Regions from separate parts of the Xenopus laevis genome. Here region 1 is linked to region 2. The links are chromatin contacts, called in public Hi-C maps. All regions are on one chromosome and are shown on one strand. The core of a region is the stretch at or near the end of the contact, and the rest is flanking DNA. Distances in the headings are between cores, read along the strand shown.

Region 1 (6,944 bases), core at 1,848-4,347, 66 kb after region 2:
TTTTCAAAATGAATCAGTTAAAAGTGCTGGTCCAGCAGAATTCTGCACTGAAATCCATTTCTCAAAAGAGCAAACAGATTTTTTTAAATTCAATTTTAAAATCTGACATGGGGCTAGACATATTGTCAATTTCTCAGCTGCCCCAAGTCATGTGACTTGTGCTCTGTTAAACTTCAATCACTCTTTACTGCTGTACTGCAAGTTGGAGTGATATCACCCCCCTACCTTTTCCCCTCCAGCGAAACAAAGGAACAATGGGAAGGTAACCAAATAACAGCTCCCTAACACAAGATAACAGCTGCCTGGTAGATCTAAGAACAATACTCAATAGTAAAAACCCATGTCCCACTGAGACTCCTTTAGTTGCATTGAGAAGGAAAAACAGCAGCCTGCCAGAAAGCATTTCTCTCCTAAAGTGCAGGCACAAGTCACATGACCAGGGACAGCTGGGAAATTGACAAAATGTCTAGCCCCATGTCAGATTTCAAAATTGAATATAAAAAGTCTGTTTGCTCTTTTGAGAAATGGATTTCAGTGCAGAATTCTGCTGGAGTAGCACTATTAACTGATGCATTTTGAAAAAAAAACATGTTTTCCAGGATCCCTTTAACAGTTGACCTGTAGTGGCTGTCACTGTTTGGACCAGAGATTTCTTTCATTGGGCTAGGTCCAGTTCAGAGCATGGTTGTGGTGAAAGTGCAATAGCACACCAGGAAAAAAAACAAACAAAAAAACCCCCAATCCACTCCCATCCGCTACTTGCTGTAAGTTCATTGACAGGCCAGTGTGGGCCTTTGTGCACACACACAGTGGATTTTAGCATGGAAACCCAAAAATAAGCATCTTTGTATTTAAATCCACTCCATGTGCACCCAGACCAATGCTGTGCCTTTCAGTGCATTTACAGCAAGGAGCGGATGGGAACGGATCTATCTTAATTAACTTTTTCTCTGCCTGCATTTCTATGCAGAAAAGCAACATAGTGTGCCACTAGTCTTAAAGGATAAGTAAACCTTCAAAATAGGGGAATGTAAAATTGATGGGAATGCTATTCTAAGCACTTTGCTAATTTACATTTATCATTATTTTTTTTCATTCCAAGATATTAAAGGGGTTGTTCACCTTCAAACAACTAGTTGTTATCAGATAGATCACCAGAAATAACGACTTTTTCCAATGACTTTCTATTTTCTATGTGTCACGGTTTTTCTAATATTGAAGTATAAAGTGTCATTTCTCTCCTTCTGAAGCAGCTCTGGGAGGGGGGGTCGCCGATCCTGTAAACTGTTCTAAATTGATACATTTAGTTGATACATTTCTTATCTTTGTCCCTGCTGAGCAGAATCTCTGGGTTTCGTTACAGGCAGCTGTTAGAATTGATACAATTGTTGCTAATACTCCAGAGATGCTGCTGAGAAATGGATCAACTAAATGTTGCAAAATTGTAACAGTTCAGAATCTGCACCTGGATTACTGAGCTGTCAGACTCAAACACCAGAGACAGGAACATTCAACTTTAAACTTAGATTTTGGAAAAAACGTAAAAAATAAATAATGGAAAGTAATTGGAAAAAGTCATTATTTCTAGGGAACAATCTAAAAACAACTAAATTGAAAAAAGTGTTTGGAAGGTGAACAACCCCTTTAAGGCATAAATGTACTGTTAATATGAATGAATTTTGTTACAACAGTGCCACCTGCTGGTCAGTTTCAGACCAGTCTGACCATCAAGTAGTCAAGGAAGTTGTCAGGAGAAAGAAAGAGGGCTGTTCTGGTTTAAAAGTTTACATATCCTTCAAGCAAGTCTTGACTTAAAAGTCACAAAGTAATCTACCAATCTCTGATGAAGGATATTACACTGCTAAATGTAGTAAGTGTAATTAAGGGGCCCATTCACTATGGGTCGAATATCGAGGGTTAATTAACCCTTGATATTCGACTAGGAATTAAAATCCTTCGACTTCGAATATCGAAGTCGAAGGATTTAGCACAGATAGTTCGATCGAACGATCGAAGGATAATTCCTTTGATCGAACGATAAAATCCTTCGAATCAAACGATTCGAAGTATTTTAATCCAACGATCGAAGGTATATCCTTCGATCAAAAAAAGTTAGCCAAGCCTATGGGGACCTTTCCCATAGGCTAACATTGACTTCGGTAGCTTTTAGATGGCGAACTATGGGGTCGAAGTTTTTTTTAAAGAGACAGTACTTCGACTATCGAATGGTCGAACGATTTTTAGTTCGAGTAGTTCGATTCGAAGTCGTAGTCGAAGGTCGAAGTAGCCCATTCGATGGTCGAAGTAGCCCAAAAAAACTTTGAAGTTCTAAGTTTTTTACCTACGAATCCTTCACTCGAAGTTAGTGAATCGGCCCCTTAGTGTAAAGTTTGCTATTATTTATGTTTTTCCCCTAAACTATAAGAGCACTGAAATAAAGTATGTTGGAATACATTATGTAATGGAAACATTTCAAGTCAGGGAGCATGTTCACTAGGGGGAGAAGCCGCTGAGAAATGTATTAAATGTTGTATCAAATTAAGAAAGTAAAAGAGTCAGCATGCAGACTGCTCTTGGGAAACAAAGGGAGAAAGAAAATAACCAGTTTTTAAACTGTACTGTCAATTTGAGATAAGCAGGTATTAGTTGTAGTGTTCTAAAGAGAAATAGTTTTGTGACACTGTACTACCTTTTTTAAAAATGGCCAATAATGTATGTATTCTCAAGTTACTTATTTGCATTCCTTTCTGTTTTGTTAGCTTACTATGAAGGACTTGTTTACAACTGTTTAAAGTTGGCAGGGAAGCTGGTGTGATGTTTGTGTCACAAAGTTCGCTCTACTAAGAACTGTTCAGATTAGTCACATTATAACGTGTGCAAATATGAGTAATTGGGAAAAGCACGCTTGAAAACAGTAGTTTCTACAATGTTCTTGGAACAACGCTATCATAGTATAGACAACAGGTATGAGAAGCTCTGAAAAGCATTAAAGAGGGAAGAAAATCTGTTTTCAGTGTTGTTTGTCCTGCCAGTATTCAGTGTACTTCAATATTTTAGTCAAGAAGCATCCTTTAACAACCTCTAGTGTTCTGTGTTGGTAGTGCAGCTATATGAGGTTGAATAGTCCTGTTTTTGTATTCGAAATCTTCAGAAAACAAGGAGCGCATCAGTATTTAACATTTGTTGTTATTAATGATAACATGTATATAAACATCTGCAGTCATGTATTCATGCATGGATCACTGGCAATGATCTTAGTACACAACACAAGAACCCTGAATCTATATGCACAGGAGCACAGTCACAGACCTATGCATTCTTTTAGCCTTTGTGCTGTTTCCCTGGAAACAAGACTGAAATAATATATTTGCTGCAATCGCTCCAGGAAGAAAAAAGTTAACCCTGTCTATGCAAGGAAGGAAGGACAAGCACAGGCAGCCATGCATGGAATGAATATAATGTGATGCTGGCACAGGAATCAGAGGAGAACAGGAGGCCAGCTGTGATGCTGTTAGCCTCTTGTTTCTTCACTAATGAGGGGCGATTAAGAGTTGGCAAGACCTGAGCTCTAAGCAAGACACAGCTCAGCAAATAGCATTGTTTGCTTTTTCAGTTTTGAAGAAAAACCAGTGTGGGAAAATCTAAAGTGTTTGAGTGGCATTTCCTCACAAACCCTTTCATTGTGTCATATATGAGAGCCAAATACCAACAGAAGGGCCTCAGATCTTCATAGCTTTCTCACAGCCTTTGCTTCTGCTACATTGTTTGGTTGTCAGGTCTTTTCTGCTAAGGTGCACACAACTCGACCCAGTAAAACAAACACAAGAACCACAGGGGGCTCACTTTGTTAACCCAAATGTTCCGTAAGGTGTCAGGTCTCCTAAAAATGATTTAGCACTATCATAAGATTCATGAAGCATCAACCATGCTGATGATTAGCAAAACTGAAGCTAAAAATCGTAGTTCAGCTAGTAGGTACATGCTGAAAGCTTTGAGAAGGAGCACATTATAATGAAATCTGTGTAATCTTCACAGGGCACTCTGCAGTTAATGTATGATGATAATAATTATTATTAATAACTTATTCTGTAGTGTGATAAAAAATGGGTATAAATTGAACATACGGATTGCATGCAAAGTAAATAATTCTTTGAGATATGGCATGGTCCCTGAGAGACCATTTTTTACTTCATTGTTTTGTGACAATAAGTCATGCGATTTTCCTCCCCGCCCCTAATTTGAATATGCAAATTAGGATTTGGATTCGGTTCGGCCGGGCAGAAGGATTCGTCCGAATCCTGCTGAAAAAGCCTGAATCCTGGCCGAATCCCGAACCGAATCCTGGATTCGTGCGTTTTTTTTGGCTACTTCAACCATCAAATTGGCTACTTCGACTTTCGACTACGACTTCGAATCGAACGGTTCGAACTAAAAATCGTTCGACATTTCGATAGTCGAAGTACTGTCTCTTTAAAAAAAACATCGCCCACCTACTTCGCCACCTAAAACCTACCGAGCATCAATGTTAGCCTATGGGGAAGGTCCCCATAGGCTTTGTAGCCAATTTGGGATCGAAGGAAAATCATTGGATCGATGGATTAAAATCCTTTGATCGTTCGATCGAACGAATCGCGCTAAATCCTTTGACTTCGATATTCGAAGTCGAAGGATTTAACTTCGACGGTCGAATATCGAATTTTAATTCGACCGTATTTACTTGTATTTGATATTCTACTGACTCCTGTTCGATTGATTTAAGGTTCTGCTGTACAGTGCTACACACATCAGTAGTGCTATAAACTGTAAATACAAATATACATACACACCTATATTACCTGTTTCCTTAAAAAATAGTTAATTCCTCATGATTTTACCACGGAATTTGCGCATGCTCTATATAATATAATTTGCACAAGCCTCAGGCTAGAAGCAGCAGAGAGCTGTAAAAAAAAAGCAACTGACTGACTGTCAGTCATGTAGAGCCAACATCTTAACTGGTAAAAAGACACTAGACACTGGAATTGTTACTGCCACTATATTAAACATACCTTTGCTTCGAAGGGCAGTGTATAACCCCTAAGCTTAAAGGAACAGTTTAGTGTAAAAACAAAAACTGAGTAAAGGGGAGTGTCTAACATAATAGCAAGAACACTACTTCCTGCTTTTAGCTTTCTTGGTTTCCACTTGTAGGGATGTGAAAATTTAGACACCCTTACACATTATTGACAGGCACATCCTTAGTAATATGGACGTCTAAGTGGGTCCTTATGGGAACCTTGTGCTTATGTTATCCCTGTAGTTCTCACAGTGGATGCTAGATGGCACTGTGGCACAGTATAAAAGGCCTGAAAACCATGTGGTCAGCGACCATTGCTGCTGAACCTGTTATGCAGCAGAGGTTAGGGGTGGTGGAACTCAGTCTGAGTTTAGCAAAGTGATAGTTATACCCTTTAATAGATCACTCTAAGAGTGATAGATAGGGTATGTAGTTGAGCAGCTCAAAGCTCCCGGGTACTACTGACCCCATAGTAGGGACTAAGTGTTAGACTCAGGGAAGTACGTCGTCTTCTGAGTTCCACATAAGGTGATCCTGAAGATTGGGAAATACCTTCTCACAAGCTGCATAAATCCCTGCTGTGTATTCCCTGATCTGCAGGGAATCAGTATTTATTTGGTACTGTTGTTCTATTGGTTGATCTGTGTTGTATTCTATGTTCCATACTCCGATGTGAATTTTGGTTTTGGTCAATAACCTCAATTTACAGTTAAGCAAAATAAAACCACTGGCGCCCAATCTCTTGTGCAATGCACACAGTTACATTACACCCTGCCTCTACCTCACTGCGAGGGCTTACCCCTGAGTAAAGAGGGTCTCATTTGTGGTTCCACACCAAAAGAAAGTAGCTCATATACACAATTGTGGTGTCCGTTTATTATAGCGCTGCACACTGATTGGTTATTGCCTGGTATCCAATCAGTAGAAACCAAGAGGGCCAAAAAGCAAGTAGTGTTCTGGCTATTATGTTAGACATTCAGTCACTTCAGCCTTTATAGATTCCACTTTTGGCTAACTAACTATATTGAAAACATTTTCCTATCTAATAACTCAGTTTTTTATTTTATACTGAACAATTTCTTTAAACATATTAGCAGCATGACATGTAGCACAGCCATCGTGTGATGTGCAGGCTGGGATGAAATCCATGAGGTGGGAAGGTTCAAAACTGCAAAACACTAAACTCTATGGCCATTCTCACCTGCAATGTCAATGTGCCGCTATTACACCCTCAGCCATATGTCGGTAGCTTGTTCCTATACAGGAATGGGATCTGTTATCTGGAAACCAGTTATCCAGAAAGCTCCTAATTAAGGAAAGGCCATCTCCCATAGACTCCATTTTATCCAAATAATCCAAATTTTTTTAAACAATTTCCTTTTACTCTGTAATAATAAAACAGTACCTTGTACTTGATCCCAACTAAGATATAATTCATCCTAACTGGAAGCAAAATCAGCCTATTAGGTTCCATTATCCAGAAAAGATCCATTATCCAGAAAACCTTCCTTGCCTCATCCCATCCAATCCAGTGAAGTCGAACATTGGCCAGTCAGGCATGAGTATATTAATAATAATAGCTTGCCGAGTCAGGTCCAGGTGAATTACGGTCGGTTGCGGGTAGATTTTTTTGTCAACATGCACATCACTAAAGGAAATGTATGAACATGTATGTGTTTATGTATCCCTACTTGTTTATACAGGGCTATATGATGAAATCACTCTATTTCCAGGTGCTTGTCTGGCAGCAACCTGACTCAAATAATATGGATAATTAGATCACTGCAGCAGAATTCTGGAAATAGAAACTTGTTCCACTACCACCCAAAAAAAATCATGTTTTATTAGATTATTAGATTCACCTTGGGTGGGAACAGAAGTGGGAGTT
Region 2 (6,837 bases), core at 1,105-3,604:
GCAATATTTCACCTGCCCAAAAATGAAAATAGCATTACACCTAATCTTTATTTAAAATAAGAATGTATATTAACAAAATCTATGAAATCTATAGCAGGGCACTTTCACTCAATTATATCTAAATGCTTTGAAGGAAAGAACTTTCAGGGATTAAAGGCCAGATTTATGAACCATGGTTATTTTTTTTAACCACATGTCAGTAATGCTTACTGCTTGCTAAAAACATAAAATCTGTTCAGATTTAAAAAAATTAAAGTGTTGTATTCATGATAGTTCCCCTTTAAGCACTTTCCAGGCTGTCAGCAACATTTTTTTGACAGTCAGGGAAAGACTTAAAGGGGAAATAGCAATGTCATTTAGAATTTAAGTAAATCTATCTAAAGAGTGCCTTTTTTTTAATTGTTTTCCCTCCAAAAGAAGGCCAAATTAAAAGGGGACGTAAACCCCCTAAACAAAATGTGTTGTTTTCCCATGTACAACATCTCTCGCAAGCACACATCTGGTCAGCCTCCCCCTCACTCCAGAAAAGCACATGCGCATGTTAGTATAAGTTCCCAGTAACCTTGTGCAAGTGCCAGCCTGGACATTTATGTGGTATCACTGGGAAAGGGGAGTGGGGAAACTAGCCCTGCTTATTAAAACTTATAGATGGAAGCGAACAGGTTCTGTATTGTTTAGTTTTCAAATCCATAAAATTACAACTAAGGTCACAGCTGGTCCACCCAAACAGTGCTTTGTCTGTCAGTTTTCTGGTCCTAAAGCTGGCCATAGACGCAAAGATCTCATTGTACGACTCGAGGATTCGTACGATTTTCGGAATGTGTGTGGAGAGTCCCGACATTTTTCGTCCAGCGGAGATCGGTCGTTTGGTCGATCGGACAGGTTAGAACATTTCTGTCGGCAGCCAATAATATCTCTGCGTGTATTGCCGATCGTACGATTTTCAGTGGGAGACTGTCACTAGCTTTTGTCAGACATAACTATCGTACAATTGCTGTCAGAGTTAGCACATTGGCTGATCTGTTCTTTACTACTTTATTTGGTCGGAATGGTAAGACTTTGATCTGAATGGTTAATGACAGGTCGGGAGATGGGAAAGTCTGATCGTACAATCGGATCTTTGCGTCTGTGGCCAGCTTAAGACCGTATAAACTATTCCTACAGGCATTGTGTGCTGAAAGTAAAAAAAAGTTGCCCGTTTAAGGGCTGACTATCAGCTGCAGATTTGCTCCTCCAGTCCAGACCTTAATGGCTTTTTTTTGTCAGATTAAAAATGCTTTTGCTTAAGGACCACATTTCCCTGGTGAAGTATCTATCACCTCCTGATGGACCCATAGGCTTATATTAATGTATGATACAGTTGTGGGCCCTGGGTAGAAGATGCAGGTAAACTGTGTAAAGTCACCACAGTAGGCCAGAAAACTGTGTGTGTGGATCATAAGTTCTCCACACTTGTGCTTGACATGATAAAACAATGATAGAAAAGTGTGTGTAAATTCACCCCAATGTGTCACCTGGGGGAGCATCTCCTTTAACTTAAATGTAGTAGGCAGGGTCAGAGTGACTGTTTCTGTGTGAGGATGAGACCTGCATGACGTCAGTAACACTAAAATGGCAACCGTCTGTAAGGGAATTAGACTACATTCCATTTTTCGGACTGACTGACATTGATTTAACACAAGACAAGGCGCATAAACATTTACTAAAAACATTTTATGGGTTTTGTCCGCTCCTGCTATAGCAGTTTTTTTTCTTCCCTCTCACACAGGCTTTTACACAAGTGTTTGGCAGTAACCACCTCTGAAAGCGTCACGGGCGCCCCCTAATGTCTTCTCGCTTGGTTGCTTCCACCTACACAGGATTGAGCAGTACTGGAAAAGCGGGTTGGGGGTGAGAGACCTGACCGGACTGAGGAAACAATGAAGAACCAGACAGCGGGGGAGCAGATATATTTTGCGACAGGACGTAGAGGCTCAAGCTGTAGTCTTGTCCAGCAGACATTGACTGACTGTATGTAGCGTGTAGTAGAGAAGCATCCCCCCACCCGAACCGTGCCTCGCTCGCACTCTGTATTGTTTCTCTCCGTCTTCCTCGCTCCTTTCTGTATATTTTTTTCCCATTATGACTGGGGGACTGATGTTTTCCTAGCACTATCTTCCCTATTATCTGTTCCATTTCTTTCTTATCGCAGTCTCTAAGCTTTCCAGCCTCCCCCTGCTTGTTTTTCTTGTGCAGTAGGGGTACACTGTATCACTGTATCTATGGCGCAGCCCCTCTATCCGCGTGTCCAATGGCTGCGTGGCATGTGGGCGTGGCTAGGTTGGCATATAGCGAACCAGTTTGTCAGAGCCAATGGCTGCATTGTGGGCCGGCCCCTCGCTGCTCAATATATTTGTGAGGAGAAGCCGCTTGAGCAAAGGCGAGAATGGGAGATCCTGAGCTATAGAACTGAATCCTTCAACTCAACAGCCCTCTGCATTGCCAGCATCCTCACCTCCATCTTCCTGCTGTCCAGGTACCTGCAGCCCCAGTCAGTGTCTCCCTCTGACCCTCTGCATCTGTCAGCTGCTTTCTGCCGGTTGTTGCTGTCTTTCTCTTTGTGTCTTCCCTTGTCCTGCCATAAAGCTATTGGGTCCCTCTTGTTGTTTGTGGCAGGTCTCCATCACCCCGTGTAATTCTCTACAATAGAAAATAGCAAGTAAAATGAGGTGCCTAATTCTTTCTATAACATATGAGCCCTGAAGCTGCTATTATAGCCTGTATGACCTGCTTGGTTGTAGTATAGTACCTGTATTTTACCATTACTTTCATAATTCTTTTTGACTTGTATCTAGTGCCTTTCTTCCTTCGCTAACCCTTTCCATTGTATAGTCTTTATTGTCTGTTTGCTTGTAGTCTAGTAGCTCCCCCTACATTCCTACCCATTCTATTTAGGATAACATGTTTTTTTTATTTTGCTTTCCTGGTAATATTTAATAAGAAATTTCCCAGCTAAACCAATATTTATCAACATACAGGGAAACCTCAATTTTACATCCCCTGATTTTAAGTTTTCCCTCATTTAACATTTTTGTTTTGTGGTCCCACCTACATATTATGCATAATACTTTCCCCTGATTTTACATTTTCCTGGATTTTACATGATTTTTATCTGGTCCCCTGAAAAATGTAAAATGGGGGTTCTATTGTATAGTAAGTTAAAAAAACAAAAGCTCACCGCAGACTTCTCCCTATGCCAGGTGCTCAGTCTCCAGTGTCCTCACTGTATCATACACAATAATCCGAATAAATGGCACTTCTGGGCTGGTTATATTGTAGCAGGTAGCTGATCACACACCTAACGCGTTTCAGGACAAAATCCCTTAATCATAGGCTATGATTAAGGGAGTTTATCCCAAAACGCAGTAGGTGTGTGATCAGCTACCTGCTACAATAAAAACAGCCCAGAAGTGCCATTTATTCGGATTATTGTGATCTACTGTATATGGATCTGTGATACTGCTACATCTGATGAGACCCTTAGATTGAATTGAGACAGTGCCCCCTTTGGGCCAAATGATCCTATAATAAAAGACAATAGGTACACTAGTTTAGGTGTACTAGGTGATATTTTTTTAAATGAAGGTGGTTTCAGAATTTCGTACAATTCCTACACATAAGCTACAGACCTGTATGTCCAGTGGTTATATACAGGAGTCAGATTATTTTGCAGTCAGTGGCTACCATCAGAACATTTATGATATCAGTTGCCAATGTTACTCTATATAAAGCTTTCCACTTTATCAAGTGTGGCAAGAACATACAGAAAAGAGGCTCTCTGGTTGTTTTTGAACTGTACTTGCAATGGCCCATTGGTATGGTAGTGCAACAGCAGCAGGAGGGCTGTATGCTGGAGGTCCCTGATTCTTGTTTATTATGCAAACCTTGTCCTCCCATTCTGTACTTGCGTTTGTGTGCCTTTTGCAGCATTGTTGGATATATACTGTGTACAGTAGCATAGTAACAGATGCCACAATGTATGCCTCAGCTAATCTCTTTGTTGTGTTCAGCTGTTTTTCTTTTCTGGCTACTGATCTTCTGGGTGTCTGTCCATCCTACCGATGTGTGCATATTCCTTTCTGCTCAGTGCATCTGCCTATCTCCCAGCTGTACTGTAGGTGCAACCGCAAATCTATTCTGCTTGATTCGCTCTATGTTGCCAGGGGTCACATTTGGTTTTGCAATGCATACAAAAATCTCTTTGGCAAGTCATGATTTTTTATTAAGGAACAGAAAACTGTTTTTAGAACAAAGCTGAGACAGAGCAGTTCCATTGCAATCATTGCAGCTTATTTAGTTCATACCAAAATACTGGTGTAATCGAATTCAAATTAAATAACATACATAATGCTAGAATACAGGGTAACTTTTTATCAAATCTTGCAGAAAATCCACCTATTGCAGGCTCGTAACTGTCAATTTCAGCAGAATACTATTTCTTAATAATGGACAGATTTATTAAGGGTCGAAGTGAAAATTTGAATTCAAATTTTTGGTCAAAGCTCTCAAATTCGAGTTGTGAATTTTCCAAACTCAATTCAAGTTTTAATTCGAATTTCGAGATTTATCATACTCTGCCCATTTAAGAATTCAAATTCATCTATTCGCCACCTAATACCTGCCAGATTACTGTATAAGTCAATGGGAGAGGTCTATGGATCAATTTGGTGATGTTTGCAGCCTTCCTGACATTTGAGTTTTTTCGGAGAAAAAAACTCGAATCGAGTTTTTCTAATTCAAATCAAATTAGTTTCGAGTTTTCAGGTCGATTCAATACGTCTGAGCTGAGAAAATTTGATTTTATTAATCAATTTCAATTGGTCAAATTTATGGAAGTTTTAAAAAAACTTGTATGAATTCGAAATTCGACCCTTGATAAATGTGCCTCTCAATGTAATCTTCTTGTTTGCTTTCATTTCCTTCCAGCAACTCCAGTCATGGCAACCTCCGCCAGTGCTCAGTTGAGTAAGGCCATAAAGCAGATGTATCTGGAACTGCCGCAGGGAGATAAGGTGCAGGCTATGTACATCTGGATTGATGGGACCGGGGAGGGTCTTCGCTGCAAGACTCGCACTCTGGACAGTGAACCCAAGACCATAGAAGGTGGGATTTTCCCCTTCTACAGCCAAGCAATCAAGTCTTGTTTCTCTCTCTTTCCTTCCTAGAAACACAGCAGAGTCTTCTTCTAAACAAATAAATGTATCACTCATTCAACAGACTAGTTACATTTTAGGGATTCAGTCTGTTTTCAAGACAAGAATTGAATAGTGACTTAATTTCACGCAGTTATATGGGATGAGGCCCTAAGGATCTTTTGGGAACCTTGCTGTATGCAAATGTTCTCTTTTACACTTTTATACTCTTTTACTTACTGTATGTTTTTGCATGTAAGACTACTAGTCAAGTGCACCATAAAAGCAAGCAAATATATGAACTTCATTTTATGCTGAGATGTGTTTAACAATATGCTCTCAGTAACAGCCAATTCTCTGCAATTTTGCCAATATTAAATGTTTTTACAACACCCAAACACACTGTAACATAAAAACTCTTACGAATTCTACCTGTAAATGTAATCAATTAGTTGTATGTCTATATTATTTTACACTTCATGAAAAAGAGAACTGCAAATTCAGTAGGGTTCTTTACCTGCAGTAAAAGAGGTCAAGGTTTTGTCCTCCCTACAATATGGCTCTAACCTTGTACAGATCTGCCCGAATGGAACTTCGATGGATCTAGCACACACCAATCTGAGGGATCCAACAGTGACATGTACCTGATTCCAGTTGCAATGTTTAGAGATCCTTTTCGAAGGGATCCCAACAAGCTGGTGCTCTGCGAGGTGCTAAAATACAACCGAAAAACTGCAGGTAAGATTATCTTTTACTTTTCCAATGTAAGTAAGTAGTACTGTCTTGTTAATTCAGTTTAACTATCACTCAAGGCAATTATAAATTGCAATACATTTATATAATCAACTCATGTGCAGCAATTAGGGATGCACTGAATCCACTATTTTGGATTCAGCCGAACCCCCAAATCTCTTGCAATACCGAACCAAATCTGAATCCTAATTTGCATATGCAAATTAGGGGTGCAAAGAGGATCCAATTTTTTACTTCCTTGTTTTGTGACAAAAAGTCACACAATTTCCCTCCCCACCCCTAATTTGCATATGCGGATTCGGTTCGGCCCGGGCAGAAGGATTTGGCCGAATCCTGCTTAAAAGGGTGAATCCTGGATTCTAACCGCATCGCCTAGCAGCAATATCAATAAATCTCTGCTGTATATCAAAAGTGATGATAAGTTCAGCCACTCCATTCTTTTCGATACCCACTAAGGCCCTGATGAACACCATTGGGCATTACTTTTGATGTTTTCATACCTAAAGGGTTGTATTAAAGCCTTTCTTATATTTATATGTTTATCTTCATAGAAACAAACTTACGTCATACATGTAACCAGATAATGGACATGGTGGGCAATGAGCATCCATGGTTTGGCATGGAACAGGAATATACATTGCTGGGTATGGATGGACACCCTTTTGGCTGGCCATCAAATGGCTTCCCAGGACCTCAAGGTATGGTTAGATTCAACAAGGATTGAGAAAAATATTAGTAATAATCATTTTTTTAATTTATTGAACAGTTACCCACTAATTACCTGCTTACGTATTGTCTGATACTTATTGCCTCTTATTTTCCATACATGTGGCCATATGTCTAAACCAATAAAGGGTCAGTAGTTCGCTCCCTGTTTAGTTATGTCACAACATGGTAGCCAGAGTTCTGGTTA

The links. A called contact is a pair of places that touch in the nucleus more often than the background predicts.
Region 1: a Hi-C map of the XL177 cell line shows a contact between it and region 2, with 4 times the contacts expected there. The contact joins the enhancer-like site here to the promoter of glul-like.1.S in region 2. A contact is called at or near these places in 2 of 4 Hi-C or Micro-C datasets (the XL177 cell line and the XTC cell line).

What each region holds. Positions count from the first base shown.
Region 1 is chr4S:79,964,149-79,971,092 of Xenopus_laevis_v10.1, forward strand. No RefSeq gene overlaps it. Among protein-coding and RNA genes, the nearest start is that of glul-like.1.S, 66 kb to the left of the region's middle. Within about 2 kb of position 3,098, at least 1 of the 7 cell types and tissues checked has an H3K27ac peak or open chromatin away from gene starts, as enhancers often do.
Region 2 is chr4S:79,899,326-79,906,162 of Xenopus_laevis_v10.1, forward strand. glul-like.1.S (glutamate-ammonia ligase S homeolog) reads left to right here and starts at 2,355. Exons shown (of 7, transcript NM_001087430.2): 1 at 2,355-2,515; 2 at 4,966-5,142; 3 at 5,748-5,909; 4 at 6,476-6,622. The coding sequence starts at 4,977.